Linked DNA regions of Mus musculus: region 1 is linked to region 2. The links are chromatin contacts, called in public HiChIP or PLAC-seq maps. All regions are on one chromosome and are shown on one strand. Each heading gives the region's core, a stretch centred on a gene start, on an enhancer-like site or on the middle of the called end of the contact. The rest is flanking DNA. Distances are from core to core; before and after follow the strand shown. Region 1 overlaps Ust (uronyl-2-sulfotransferase). Region 2 overlaps Ust (uronyl-2-sulfotransferase).

What was found. HiChIP or PLAC-seq counts read pairs in DNA pulled down with a chosen protein or histone mark.
Region 1: a contact with region 2 is called in an H3K4me3 HiChIP or PLAC-seq map of bone marrow-derived macrophages, with 4 times the contacts expected there. The contact joins two enhancer-like sites. A contact is called at or near these places in 9 of 484 Hi-C or Micro-C datasets (bone marrow-derived macrophages, embryonic fibroblasts, embryonic stem cells and 4 more), 1 of 115 datasets of contacts at active chromatin or transcription factors (bone marrow-derived macrophages) and 1 of 9 other capture datasets (bone marrow-derived macrophages).

What each region holds. Positions count from the first base shown.
Region 1 is chr10:8,365,488-8,372,123 of GRCm38.p6, reverse strand. The region is part of intron 2 of Ust (uronyl-2-sulfotransferase); the gene reads left to right. Among named protein-coding and RNA genes, the nearest start is that of Ust, 150 kb to the left of the region's middle. Within about 2 kb of position 2,008, at least 26 of the 459 cell types and tissues checked have an H3K27ac peak or open chromatin away from gene starts, as enhancers often do. A contact at or near this core is called in bone marrow-derived macrophages, where this site is marked.
Region 2 is chr10:8,236,173-8,242,532 of GRCm38.p6, reverse strand. All of the region lies in intron 7 of Ust (uronyl-2-sulfotransferase), which reads left to right. The region is part of intron 2 of 4930573G07Rik (a long non-coding RNA gene); the gene reads right to left. Among named protein-coding and RNA genes, the nearest start is that of 4930573G07Rik, 30 kb to the right of the region's middle. Within about 2 kb of position 2,097, at least 13 of the 459 cell types and tissues checked have an H3K27ac peak or open chromatin away from gene starts, as enhancers often do. A contact at or near this core is called in bone marrow-derived macrophages, where this site is marked.

The DNA of each region.
Region 1 (6,636 bases), core at 759-3,258, 130 kb before region 2:
TCATCTTAGTAGCTCCAACTACAGCCACCTAGCCCCCTTCTTGGTTTCATTTCTCCTTTGTCCTTATCATCAACTTGCCTTTTGTTTTATTTATCCACTTTTTTTTTTTTTACCATTCCTAAATGATCCTTAAACTCTTCCCCGCCTCCAGTTATAGGTTTTTGTTTTTGTTTTGTTTGTTTGTTTGTTTGTTTGTTTGTTTTTGCAGGACTTTGCACACACTGATTAGGTGATGTATCTGTGTCCAGTTGATGAAGTCTTTCATGAGACCTTTCTTGTGCTCCAACCCCGTCCTTGGGTGCATCCTGAGACCTCCCTTACTCTCTCCTACACTTTCTCCCTTTTCCTGAAAAGCCTATGTTGGGGAATGGAGAGCTCTGAGCAACACAAACGTGTCTTCATCTGATTGGCTGTGCTTCCTTGCAGGGGTCCATCATAATAGGGTCTATGGATTATTACATTTCCTCATAGAAGTTGGGGTGGGGGGAATAGAAAGGGTCATTGGTCCCTCACTTGAGAGTCTACCAATCACTTGTACTATGCTCTAATTATACATAGCCTCGGGGTTTGGGAACATCTTAGTGTACATAGGCAGGGGGAGGTGAAGTGAGAAGAATGGTATGTCATCATCCATGCGAGGTGAAGACTTTCCAGTACAGCTACCTGAAGACTGCCTGCCTGCACTCCTGCCTGTAGCCCTTCCCCTGTGCTATGTAAATAACTCCGGTAGACTCATTGGTTTCTAGGGGACCCTTTCGTGGAATCATATCATGCCTTGGTTCACCACTGGGGCCTTGTAAGGAAGGGGATAGATGTCATCTCCATCTCTATCTTCTGAAATCACGTTGTGCTAGCTTCTACAGCTGACTCTAATCAGCGTAATCTCAGTGACTTAACACAACTTATTGTTTTACAGCCTTAGATGTCATAACTCTGAAATGTGTCTCAAAAAACCCCAAGTCATGATGCTGCTAGGACTACACTCCTTCTAGAAGCTTGAGGGAGTTATCCACTTGGTTGACTGTTTTAGCTTTTAGAAGCCACCAGTGTTCCCTGGGCTATAGTTCCTTTCACAGTCTTCAAAGCCAGTAGTGTAGGATCTTCAGATCTCTGTATCTGACTGTTTCTCCTCTTGCATTTCCCAGAACCTTTGTGAGTTTAACAGTCCCACCAGGATAACCTAGACACCCTTCTCACCCACCAATCTCTCATTTAATCCAAACTGTTAGGTCCCTTCTGTCAGTAGGATTATATAATCTGTCCATGGAGTCAGGAAGTGTATAGAATCATATCTCTTGAGGGCCACTTTCCTCCCTTCTGGGTGTATTTCTTTCCTTTTCTCAGCCTTCAGGGAAAAGATTAGTGTGACAACATTTTCTGAAATGTTGTTTCTTGAAAATATCTTCATTACCCTCAATCGACACTTGACAGGATAGAATTCTATGTTGGGAATCTTTGCTAATCAGAACAGGATAGTGTGATTAAAACAATCATCAACTCCAGCGTCTCAGAAACTTCACATACGAAACTTTGTTTCTTGGAAGACCCCATTTGAGCCCACTGGAGTCTCTTCAGGAGCTAGTTTAGGGGTCCCGGCTGTTTCCATCTTGCGACACCATTCAACAGGAGGTCATTATGGCAGTTTTTTGTTCTTTCATCCCAAAAGTGATACAGTCGCTTTTCTGAGCAGTTCCTTGGCCAGACAAGAAAAAGGGTCTAGTGCAATTCTAGAGGGCTGTGTAGGGGCAGGAGTGGCTTTGTGGCCGTGGGCGTGGCTGGGAAGTCAAGCTTGCCAGCAAGTGCCCCTGAGCAGTTCCTGTCCCTACCACAGGGCCAGTTCCCCTACAAACTGTGAAAGTCTCTGTCTATTTTACTGTAGATTTCAGCATTTCTGTTAAGAATATTTCGAGGTGCTTTATCTGAAAATCTAATCTGTCTCTATGGAAGCTGTTAGTCTTAGTGTTCGGAAAGTTCACGGTTTCACGCCCAGGGTGTGTCATTTTCAGGTCCTCATCCAGATACTCAGTGAGTTTCATATCCTAGAGATGGGTGTCCTGGGAGATGAGCTTACTTATTATTACCGCGTGCTTTTATTACCATGTGCTTTCTTCTCCTCAAGTTCTGTTTTTCTGGCTGCTTCTTACTTGCAGACTGATTTTCCGGGAAGAATTGGCCACATGTCTTTCCCTCCTCTCCTCTCCTCTCCTCTCCCCTCCCCTCCCCTCCCCTCCCCACCCCTCCCCACCCCTCCTCCTCTTCTCTTTTGTTTGATTACTTTTGTCTTTTCACTGTAGTGTCCTGAAAAGCTTCTTAATGTAGTTAGTCACCACCCACTCACTCTATTTCTAATTTTTTAAGAGCTTGTCAGGTTAGTCCCTAAACTTTGTTGATCACAGAGTTCTTGAGTTCCACACAGGGACATTTGGTAAATTTATTTTAAAAGGTTAGTCTTGGATATTTTATTTTTGGCTGCTACCCTTAATGGAATCTTTTTTATTCCACTGTATTTTAGGCTGATTATTATGATATTTAAAAAACTATTAGGGGCTGGTGAGATGGCTCAGTGGGTAAGAGCACCCGACTGCTCTTCCGAAGGTCCGAAGTTCAAATCCCAGCAACCACATGGTGGCTCACAACCACCCATAATGAGATCTGATGCCCTCTTCTGGTGCGTCTGAAGACAGCTACAGTGTACTTACATATAATAAATAAATAAATAAATAAATAAATAAATAAATAAATCTAAAAAAAAAAAACTATTAAATTTTGTGACCTATGGTCATATTATTGAAGTCAATTTTTGAAAATTATTTTATTATTTTGTGTGTAAGGGTGTTTTGCCTGCACATATGTCTCTGTACCACATGTGTGCGATGCTTGCAGACACCAGAAGAGAGAGCCAGATAGCCTGGTGCTGGAGTTAACAATCGCAAGCCTCCTTGCTGCTGGAGCAGCAGCTACTGCTCTTAACCACTCTCCAGTCCAGATTATGGAACTTTTCAGTATTCAGCCATTTAAACTTATTCTTGGGATGGGGCATGGGAGGACTGAAGGAAGAAAGAGCAAGGGAAAATGATGTGATTGTAGTTTAATTTCAAAAAATAAAAACATTAAGAAATACTTTACTTGTAATAGGTGTGTTTCTATGTGTGTGTGCATAGGTGTGTGAGCACACCTGCATGTGAGCATATCTGCTCTCGAAGTTCAGAAGCAGGTATCCAGTTCATTGGAACTAGAGTTATAGATACTTTTAAACTTCTGGAAGCAAACCCAGGTCTTTTGAAAGAGCAGAAAATGCTCTTAGCCACTGAGCCCGGCTCTCTAGTCCCCAAGTTCCTATTCTTAATGAGGAGTGACAAAATTGCCAAACAGCATTTATTTTACATCTTCCTAGTTCTGACTCTAATTTTCTAGTGTTATTTGGAATGATATATAGTCCATGGCTGGGGGTAGCTATTGTACTAGCCTTATGTAATCCACCTGTAGGTCACATACCTGGCATGTGATAGCATTGGGTAAATATTGTCACATGAGTGAATCGTAGCTATAGACACCATTGTTGGTTTGTTTGAAGTCTTAATGAATATTAACACATGTCTCATCGTTATGTTTAAGTTTAGTTTTTAGTGTGAATATTCTGTGTTTTGTTAACATGATGTTAAATGAGTATACTATTATGTGAGAAAGAATGCTTCTCCTAGCCTGTTATCTTTCATTCAGAATGATGTCGAGTTTTACTTTAGTGAACAAATGTGGCAAAAATTGTTGAGGATGGAGGGGTTGATGAAAAACATTTTATTTATTTATTTTTAATTAATTAATTAATTAATTAATTAATGAGGCGGGGTTTCTTTGTGTAGCCCTGTCTATCCTAGAACTTGTTCTGTAGACCAGGCTGGCCTCAAACTCACAGAGATCCATCTGTCTCTGCCTCCCAAGTGCTGGGATTAAAAGCGTGGGCCACCACTGTCCAACAAGAGTGACGTATTTTTATGTCAGTGTTTGACATAGCTTAACATTTTGTGATCACTTAGAAGCAAAGTTTTCCAGAGGGGCTAGAGAGATGACTCAGTCCCCCAAAGTACTGACCACTCTTCCAGATGACTCGGGTCCAGTTCCCAGCACTCACCTAGGCCATCAATCATAAGTATCTTTAATTCTAGTTCCAGGGTCTGGCACCCTGTTCTAGTATATGAGAGCACACATGCATATGGTACATACATATATGCAGGCAAAACAGCCATATACGTCCAATAAAAATAAACGAATCTTTTAAAAACAAAATTGCTTAGAGTTCGCAAGCAGTGCCTAACTTTTTTCCGTATGAACTCCAGGGCCATATGCTATGCTCACACTCACTGATGGGTGTCACTTGGGGCCTTCCACTCAGTACCTGCTGCCCAAAGTGCACTAAGCATCTTCTCAAACAGAGCACACACTTAACTGTGAGCTGAGCAAGCTATGATCTAGCTACATCTGAAAGGTAGTGTGTGGAAGTGTGAACAAGATTGAGAAAAGAGCCATCATTCAGTTGGAGACTGTCTATGAACTAGAATGATCTTGAGAGGTTGAAGGCTAACTAAACTGATTATGATTCCCGTCATAAGGGACAGTGGCTTTGAGAAATTGTCTATAAAACGAGAGAGAATGAGCTTAAGGTAAGCAACTCTTCACAAGGTCCTTGATCACATCTCTGGACTGTAGTTCAGCAGACTCAGTGTCCCACGAATCTGAAATAAGATACACCAAAGACCTTGGGACGGGTGGAGCGGGGGTTGGGGGAGTCTACATCTTATGGCATAAGAAGTAGCTGGACTTTGTGCTGGTTGTTGATTTTGGACCCTGGAATAAAGGACTAAGGTGCATATTTTACTTATCAAAGCAGACCTGGCCTTCAGGTTCTGCCAGCATCCCTCAGTCCCTACCTGGCATACCCTGCCCCTAACCCTGAACTTTCCAGTCCAGGGGCTAGGCTGTCCTACCCCCAGAGGCTCTTCCCTATATAATCCAGACATTTTATGTTTCTCTCTCTTTCTCTCTCTCTCTCTCTCCCTCTCTCTCTCTCTCCCCCATCCTTCTCTCCCTCCCCCTCTTTCTCTCTCTTTCTCTCTCTGTATGTGAACTCTTTATCTCTCTATTCTCTCTTCCTTCCTATGGCAATCTCCTTGGCTTCCTTCCTTGGGGCCAGAGAGCTCGCCAGCCCTAAAGTAGCTTCCCCATAACCCTACATTTAATATAATCTAATCTGACTTGAATTGGCTCATTTTACCGGCAAAGACATAATTTATCACTGATGACAAACTATAAATCACCCTCCAGAAAAGTGATATCTGTTGGAAGATGACAAAACCCTGGTGATAGGAAGACAACATGATCAGTCGGAGGGGTGACCTAATGTTTCAGTGTTGCTTTCTTTGAATCCAATAAATCCATTTATGTTATGTATAATAGAAAACAGGGCTCATTTTTCTGGAAGTAAGAATATTTGTTTAGGGCTTGGAGAGATGTCTATATCTCAGTGGCTAAAAACACGTATTGCTCTTGAAGAGGACCTGGGTTCAACTCCTAGCACACACAACCATTCCTAATCTTTAGAAATAAAAAATAATTTTACTTTTAGATTTTAGCTGATTTTTGAGACTTCCACAGCTTTGAAATGGGAGGTAATCATAATGCCCCTGCTGTATCCCCAATGTTGTTTGGGGAAGGGGAAAGGGGGAAGGAAGGGAGAAGAAGGGGGAAGAAGGGGGAAGGGGGAAGGGGGAAGGGGGAAGGGGGAAGGGGGAAGGGGGAAGGGGGAAGGGGGAAGGAAGGGGGAAGGGGGAAGGGGGAAGGAAGAGGGAAGGGGGAAGGAAGAGGGAAGGGGGAAGGGGGAAGGGGGAAGGGGGAAGGGGGAAGGGAGCCAGCGCTTTTTGAACAGAAGGGTGCTGCCTGTGGCTCTAATGAATGAAGACAGGATGACCATTTTTTTCTGGACCTTTGAGCTATTTGTTTCCTCCCAGGTCTCTGAGTGTGATATCTTGCTAATAAACAAGATGGCCTGCTGTTCAGGTGAACCAGCCTGAACTCTGAGCGGCTAGACTGTTTAGCTTCTGCTGTTTAAACATAATGAAAGGCAAGCTGGGTGGGACCATTCCCAACTGTCTATCAAACTCACACCCTCATCATGACCTCAGGATTTTACCTCTTCAGTGGTGGAGAGATTTGAGGATGAGAGCTTTCTCTCCTTGAGCTACAGAGAAAGCAGGACAAAGTCACCTGGACTGGCCCCAGGGCACACCTACCCCCACCCCCACCCCCACCTGCCCATCTCTTTCCTTCAATGACTGAAATCGAAGATCCATTTACTTCTGGCATTCACTGTGTGAGACATGTGAGAAAAATGACCATTGTGAGGCTATTGCGCAGCAAGAAGAGCTCAGGTAAAAAACAGACTTAAGTCCTCTAGGCTTTGGGCCAGCGGAATGGCTCAGTGGCTAAAGGCCCTTGCTATGCAAGCTTGAAGTCTCAAATTCAAATACCAGAATCCAGAGTGGAAGGAGAGAACCGACTCATACCAGTTATCCTCTGACCTCCACACACATGCCACAGTATGCTTGATTGCACACAGATACATTAATAATAATAATAATAATA
Region 2 (6,360 bases), core at 848-3,347:
GTGGCCTGGTGAAACCCATAACTTTCCTTCTTCAAAAGCTTGAGAACTCACGTGTCCTCTCCTTTTACCTTGTGTTTGAAATGCTTTCCATTACTAGAATTACTTCAGTATTCATCTTCTTGTTTCCATTGTAATTATAAGCCCTGGGGCATGATGGGAAACTCAGTAGGCATTCAGGGGAGGCTTGGGGAACACAGTTGGCAGCCATCAAAATAAATTCCAAACCATCTACTCAAGTACTAACCTCGCAAACTAAGTCCATTTACAAGGGGCTGTTTTAGAAAATATGTTCGCACGTTTTACAGGTAAGGATGACAAAGGACACGTCAAATGTTGTGCCAGCTAGATTTTTTGCTTGTTCATTGTCTATAAGTGACCGCTAGACCCCCACCCCACCCCTCAAGGTCTTTGATCAGTATTACAGTGTTTGTGAGTTAATTTGCATTGCAGTATTCAAATGAGAGCATTTGCTAGAAGTAACAGATGCATAAAAGAAAATTTTTAAATGGTGTACCACACCATTTAAAGTCTAGTTTTTACCAATCTAGAAATTAAAGAAAAAAAAATCCAACAGAATTAAAACAAATACTGAATGAATGCTTGGTTTCTATATAACCAAAGTCATTCTTGAAGTCTGGAGAGATGGCTCAGTAGTTAAGAGCACTGAGTGCTCTTCCAGAGGTTCAGAGTTCAAGTCCCAGCAACTACACGGTGGTGTACAACCATCTGTGATGGGATCCGATGCCCTCTTCTGGTGTGTACTTATAAAATAAATGAATAATAATTATTTTTTAAAAGTCATTCTTATGAAAGAGTGCTAACCTGAGCCAGGAAGCTCTCCTGGCATATTCTCTGCCCTGGGTCAGATGTGTAGCCTGAACAGTGACATTCTTACTGTGTGACCTTCAGGGTTTGTCTCGCTGAGATCTAAGGTCTCATGCGGTGTGCTTTTGAGCTCCTTGTTCAGCCCCCAGTTCCCACAGTCCTCTCGTAGTCCTGGGTAGTCCACAGTGCCTTTTGTGTGGTGATGGAGATCATCCATCTGTATCTGCAGCCTAGAGAGGGCTCACTGTCCAGAATTCTATCTTCCTTGGGGCTGCTGCTACCAGGGTGATCAAGGCAAAGATCTCCCTGCTGGTCATTTCTAGTCTTCATTCTCCATGCCATCTGTGTTTATCGTGGTGGTTAACTAAAGGTTGTCAGAAGGCATGGTCACTTATTAGCAGTATGGCCATGGCAAGGTACCCACCTGAAGCCTCAGCCTTCCCCGTCTGTATAATGTGCATAAATGTTACCTATCTTAAAGGGGCAGAATCCATAGTCCTTAAGATATATTGAGCATTCAGTGATGAGCTATCATCAGGCATAGCTGTGAAAAAACATGACTTTAGATTTCGCTGTAATCTCTATAGCCAGAAAAGGAGGGAAGCGTGAAGGAAGGCAGAAGATGAGGTGTGTGTGTGTGTGTGTGTGTGTGTGAGAGAGAGAGAGAGAGAGAGAGAGAGAGAGAGAGAGAGAGAGAGAGAGGTGGGACGAGCAAATGGGCAAGACTAAGAGAAGAGGAAAGGAGGAGTGTCATCTTAGCTCATCAGTTACAGCTGATCTGTGACTATGGCCCTTCTGCCGTGAAGACATTACACTTCTCTATTTCTGTCTTAGGAGAAGGGGAAGCATTCTCTTCCGGGGAATTTTGTGTTTCTCAAGGGAGACCCTTAACTGGAAACACTGCCACACTGACATGCCTGATCAGCAGATAAAGAGCACATATCATCCAAGTCAGTAGGAACTTGCTTAAACTGTCTGAATTCTTACCAGAAATGTCCGAGAGTTAGGACTTTGAAATGAAGTCCACCATTGAGATTTGACTCGGGACCAGTTCCCCTTAACTGGTGCTGAATTTTGGGTCTTGCGGTGTACCTGCCATTTAATAGATAATGCATGCCCAAATGCAAATATTTATTACAATGATGATGATTTTAATGAAGGGAGATTCACGGTTTCTGTCTTGCTAGTTTGTTTTCCATAGCCAAACATCCATCAGAATGTTAAGGCACTGTTAGCCTTTCTCCAGCAGGGGGCAGCATTGCTCTATTTTCTCCAGGAGATACCCATGGTTTCCAGTCAAAACTCAGCCCCTGCAGAGCAGAGGAATCATCCTTACTGTCTGAACATAGATATGCGAGCCCAGTTCAAACAACCTGAAATTTCACTAACTTTAGACATCTAACTTGCATTTTATGGGAGCCACTGGTATTGGAGGTGTAGGAGTTCACAATCAAATATGTTCATCTCCAGTTAGTCTCTATGTGATGTTTATGCACACATGTATATGTACTGTTAGTTCAGAACACACCTATCTACAATTCTAAAATACCCATATTAAACAGGTGCTGCCTTTCATCTTTCATTTCCATTTTTATTTCATATTTTCTATTGTTGCTGACCTAAAACAAAAGCTTTGAAAATTCCTGGAACCTTAAAGTAATTTAATAATGCCAGAAGAAATTAATATAACTTCAGAAGCCAATGAAGTTCTTTAGATAATTATCATTGCTGATAGTATGACCCCTCTCTTCTCATGCTTCATCTCCTATCCATAGTCTCCAGATAGTTTTCACTAGCTCAGTCCTAAGCTCAGATTCTAATAATATTAACAGTGGATCACATGTGGGTATGTATGTGTGCGTATTTGTGTGTCTCTGTGTGTGTCTTTGTATGTGTCTGTGTATCTGTGTATGTCTGTATGTGACTATGTATGTATGTGTGTCTGTGCATGTGTATGTCTATATATGAGTGTATGTGTATTTATGAAATCTGTGTGACTGTGTATGTACGTGTGTGCGTGTGTATGTCTGTGAGTCTGTGTGTGTGAATGCCTATGTATGGGTCTCTGTGTGTTTGTCTATATATGAATGTGTGTGTATGTCTATCTGTATGTGTCTCTGTGTGTGTCTATATGAGTGTATATGTCTGTGTATATGTGTATCCTTTTGTGTATATATATATATCTGTGTCTACGTGTGTCTATGTGTACCTATCCAAGCTCAAACAAGCAGACTCATGATCTATCCTTTCTTGAGTATGGTCCTGGATCACAAACCTGCCACAGCGTCTAAAGAGGGGTCATGTGCATCGAATTTCAGAAGCTCACACAGCTCCACATAGCCAGCCTTGCTGGGTTTTGAGTGAATCCTCTAAGGTGAGGAAGCAAATCTTCTTTCCCTTTCCTAAACAAGGATCCTGGCTTTAAAGGGGCCGTAACCCTCGCCCAGTCAGCGAGTCCCATGTACAGTGCTACGACCCCAAGTAACAGAGGTGACATTCAAGCCTGAGTTCCCAGAACCACCACAAAACACCACAAAGCCGAGTCCTTCTAAAAAATCCTCCTCACCATCACGGGCTCATGGTTGTTACGCGTTCACGGTGTGTTTCCACTGAAGGCGAAAGCTTGAAGACAAGATCTGTAAATGGTCGCAGTCAAAGTAAAGTTTATGCAAGAAAACCACAAGGAAATCATAAGGTCTGAGGGTATAGTTACCTGGCAGCATGAAGCCATGGGTTCGAGTCCTAATACTGGAAGAAAAGTAAACAAGAAAGAAATGTCCACAGGTCACCTCTGGTTAAGCCACTTTGAAAATGTGGCACCTTCTGATGGCCGAGGGAGATAGAGGGAAGTTCTAGATCCTAGGTACAACCGATGACGCATCAGTGGCTGTGGGGCAAAGTGGAAAATTCCACTGCCTGGAAGAGCTTCTCTGCCTTTGCTCTCAGAAGCCTGGAGTGCTATATTTAGAGAATAGATTCCTGCAAGGGCTGATGGGACCCTGTAACTGCAGCCTGGCACCCCAATACAGCTTATAGGACTGTTATCTTATGTGCCTGCAGTCTCTATGCATATGTTAGGAAAGCTTAGATGAGAGCCTAACTCGGGCACACACATACACACACACACACACACACACACACACACACACACACACACACCACACTGGGGCTGGGGGGGGGAAGGCAAGTTTCCTCTCTCTGTGTGTTTTATCTGCTTCCTCTTGTTGCTTGTTTTATTGGAAATAGCACCGACCATGACTATATTGTTTTCAAACCTAGTTTTCATTTGCTTGTCTGCTGCTCTTGCTTTAAGGCCGTTCTTCCTCTAGGTTAGAGTGTCTTCTGTGAGGTGTCTCTACAGTGATGGCGACACAGAGGACTCAGCTGAGAACATTGATTTTTCTAATAATATTGAACACGTTAAACATGTGTAGATATAAATCTAGATATCTGAATTCTGCCAGCCCTGGGACAGGGTGGTGTGAAAAATAAACCAAGTACAATAGCATCCCTTAGTCTGGAGTCACATGACTCCAGTAGGGGTATTCAGGCCCTGGCTTAAAGGTTGTGTAGGAGTTTGTCACATGGGTGTGGAAGCCTTCATGGTATGCAAAACAGAGCAGGTTACTGCAGCCTGCAGCGGCTCATGCCTGCTGGTCCTGACTCCCCGAGTTGAGCCCAGAGTCCTCTCAGGTTCAGTGACACTTCTCTTTGCCTCAGTCTGTACAAGGCCACAGCATCTACCCTTCCTGTGATGTAACATAGACCCATGTCATCCACACCAGTCTCGGGTGTGCTGCCCTGCCCGCTTCCTATCCTGACTGGAGAGGCTCTCGCTTCCTTTCAGTGCTTGGGGGCAATTCCCAGTCTTGAGCTTTTGCACCCAAAGTTCTTCTCCCTCGATGTCCTTCCAGCTTCTCTGCCTGCACCCATCAGTTTCTGTGGGCCTGGCAGTGACTTCTGGGATTTCCCTCTCCTCCTCTAGACGCCAGCCAACGACCTCCAAAATTGCCATGCCCAGTGGTGAGGGAATTGAGGATTCCCTAGCTGCTCCCATCCCTCCCTGGCCTGGTCCTCTAGAAACCCTGGGATCCTCTTCTTAGACCACTTTCTTCTAACCCATCCTTCATCCCTGGGCCTTGATCTTTTCTGGGTCCCAATTTTCCCTTACAGAGAACCCCAAATGCACACTCCACCATACCTTCCAAATTTGCAGTGTTCTGGGAAAGTTTCCCCGTTTATGAGTCGTTTCCCCTAATGAAAGCTGTCTAATGGCAGAGAAGTGGAGGAGATAGCAGCCATCTGTGTTCTGAGGTTATTTTCCTCTGCTTTAGAATGTAATGGCTTCCACCCCAAGTTGTTTTCAATCACACTGACAGTCGCATGCTTTGCACTGCGTGAGATGATGACCAAGGGATGACTTTATACCTCATACGTTACAATTGTAGACTTCCCTGCTCATTTACAAAGCTGCCCCACTTCTAAAGCATGAGCCAAGATTAGACCTGACCCTGGAGATGGGCAGCTGATATTAATAAGGCCTTCCTAGTCTTCTACCATTCATGGCCTATGCCACAATGCCTCTACCCACCCAGGATGCAGATGGGGCTCTTGACAGAGAACTTGAGGACTGTCTCTGTACTCTGGGCTGTGGCTTTACCCCCTTCACTGGCTCTGCATAGAGATCACATCCAAGCACAGAGGAATGGGGGAGAGGCAGCACATAGCCCAGGCGAGGAGTGGGTGGTGCAGCTCTCTAACCCATTTTTGTCTGACTCAGCGCTGTACAGCCGAATGTTCTAATTTTTTCTAGCCAAATCTTTTTCAAGTAGACATTTCATTTCTTGGTCTGTGTTTTTGTAGGCCCTCAGAAGTTTCTGTCGGGCTACGATGCCCTAGTTTGTCTAGTGTTACAAAGTTGTCTAGTAGCAAACTGTAAAAGGGTACAGTAAAAAAAAAAAAAAGTCAGACACTGGCATTACCATCTGCCAAGTGGTGCCATGTGGACCGTGTCTAGTGCATTCATCTCTTCTCCACAAACCTACGGAGAAATCCAGTGTGACCCTGATGGTGAGGAGACAGTGGGAGTTTAGGCTGCTCACCTCCACGTTTGGTCAAGCAGACATGACCGGGACCGCGTATCAAAGCACAGATTCCTGGAGTCTTTGTTTGTCTGTCTGTCTGTTTGTTTGTTATTTTATTTATGAATACACTGGAGCTGTCTTTAAGACACACCAGAAGAGGGCATCGGATCCCATTACAGATGGTTGGGAGCCACTATATGGTTGCTGGGAATTGAACTCAGGACCTCTGGAAGAGCAGTCGTTGCTCTTGGAGTCTTACCTTGTTTTTAACTGTTCATTAAAGTGAACTAAGACCCTTAGATAAGACCCAATATATTCAAAAAAGATGTGCACCAGGAATTGGCCTTTACTGTTCCAATCTCCGTTCAGTCTCAGCTCTGTAGGCTGCTAGCCACCGTGAGTGTGGTTATGTGGGTCTTCCAAACACCGTGCCATTTATTGCTAGTGTGCA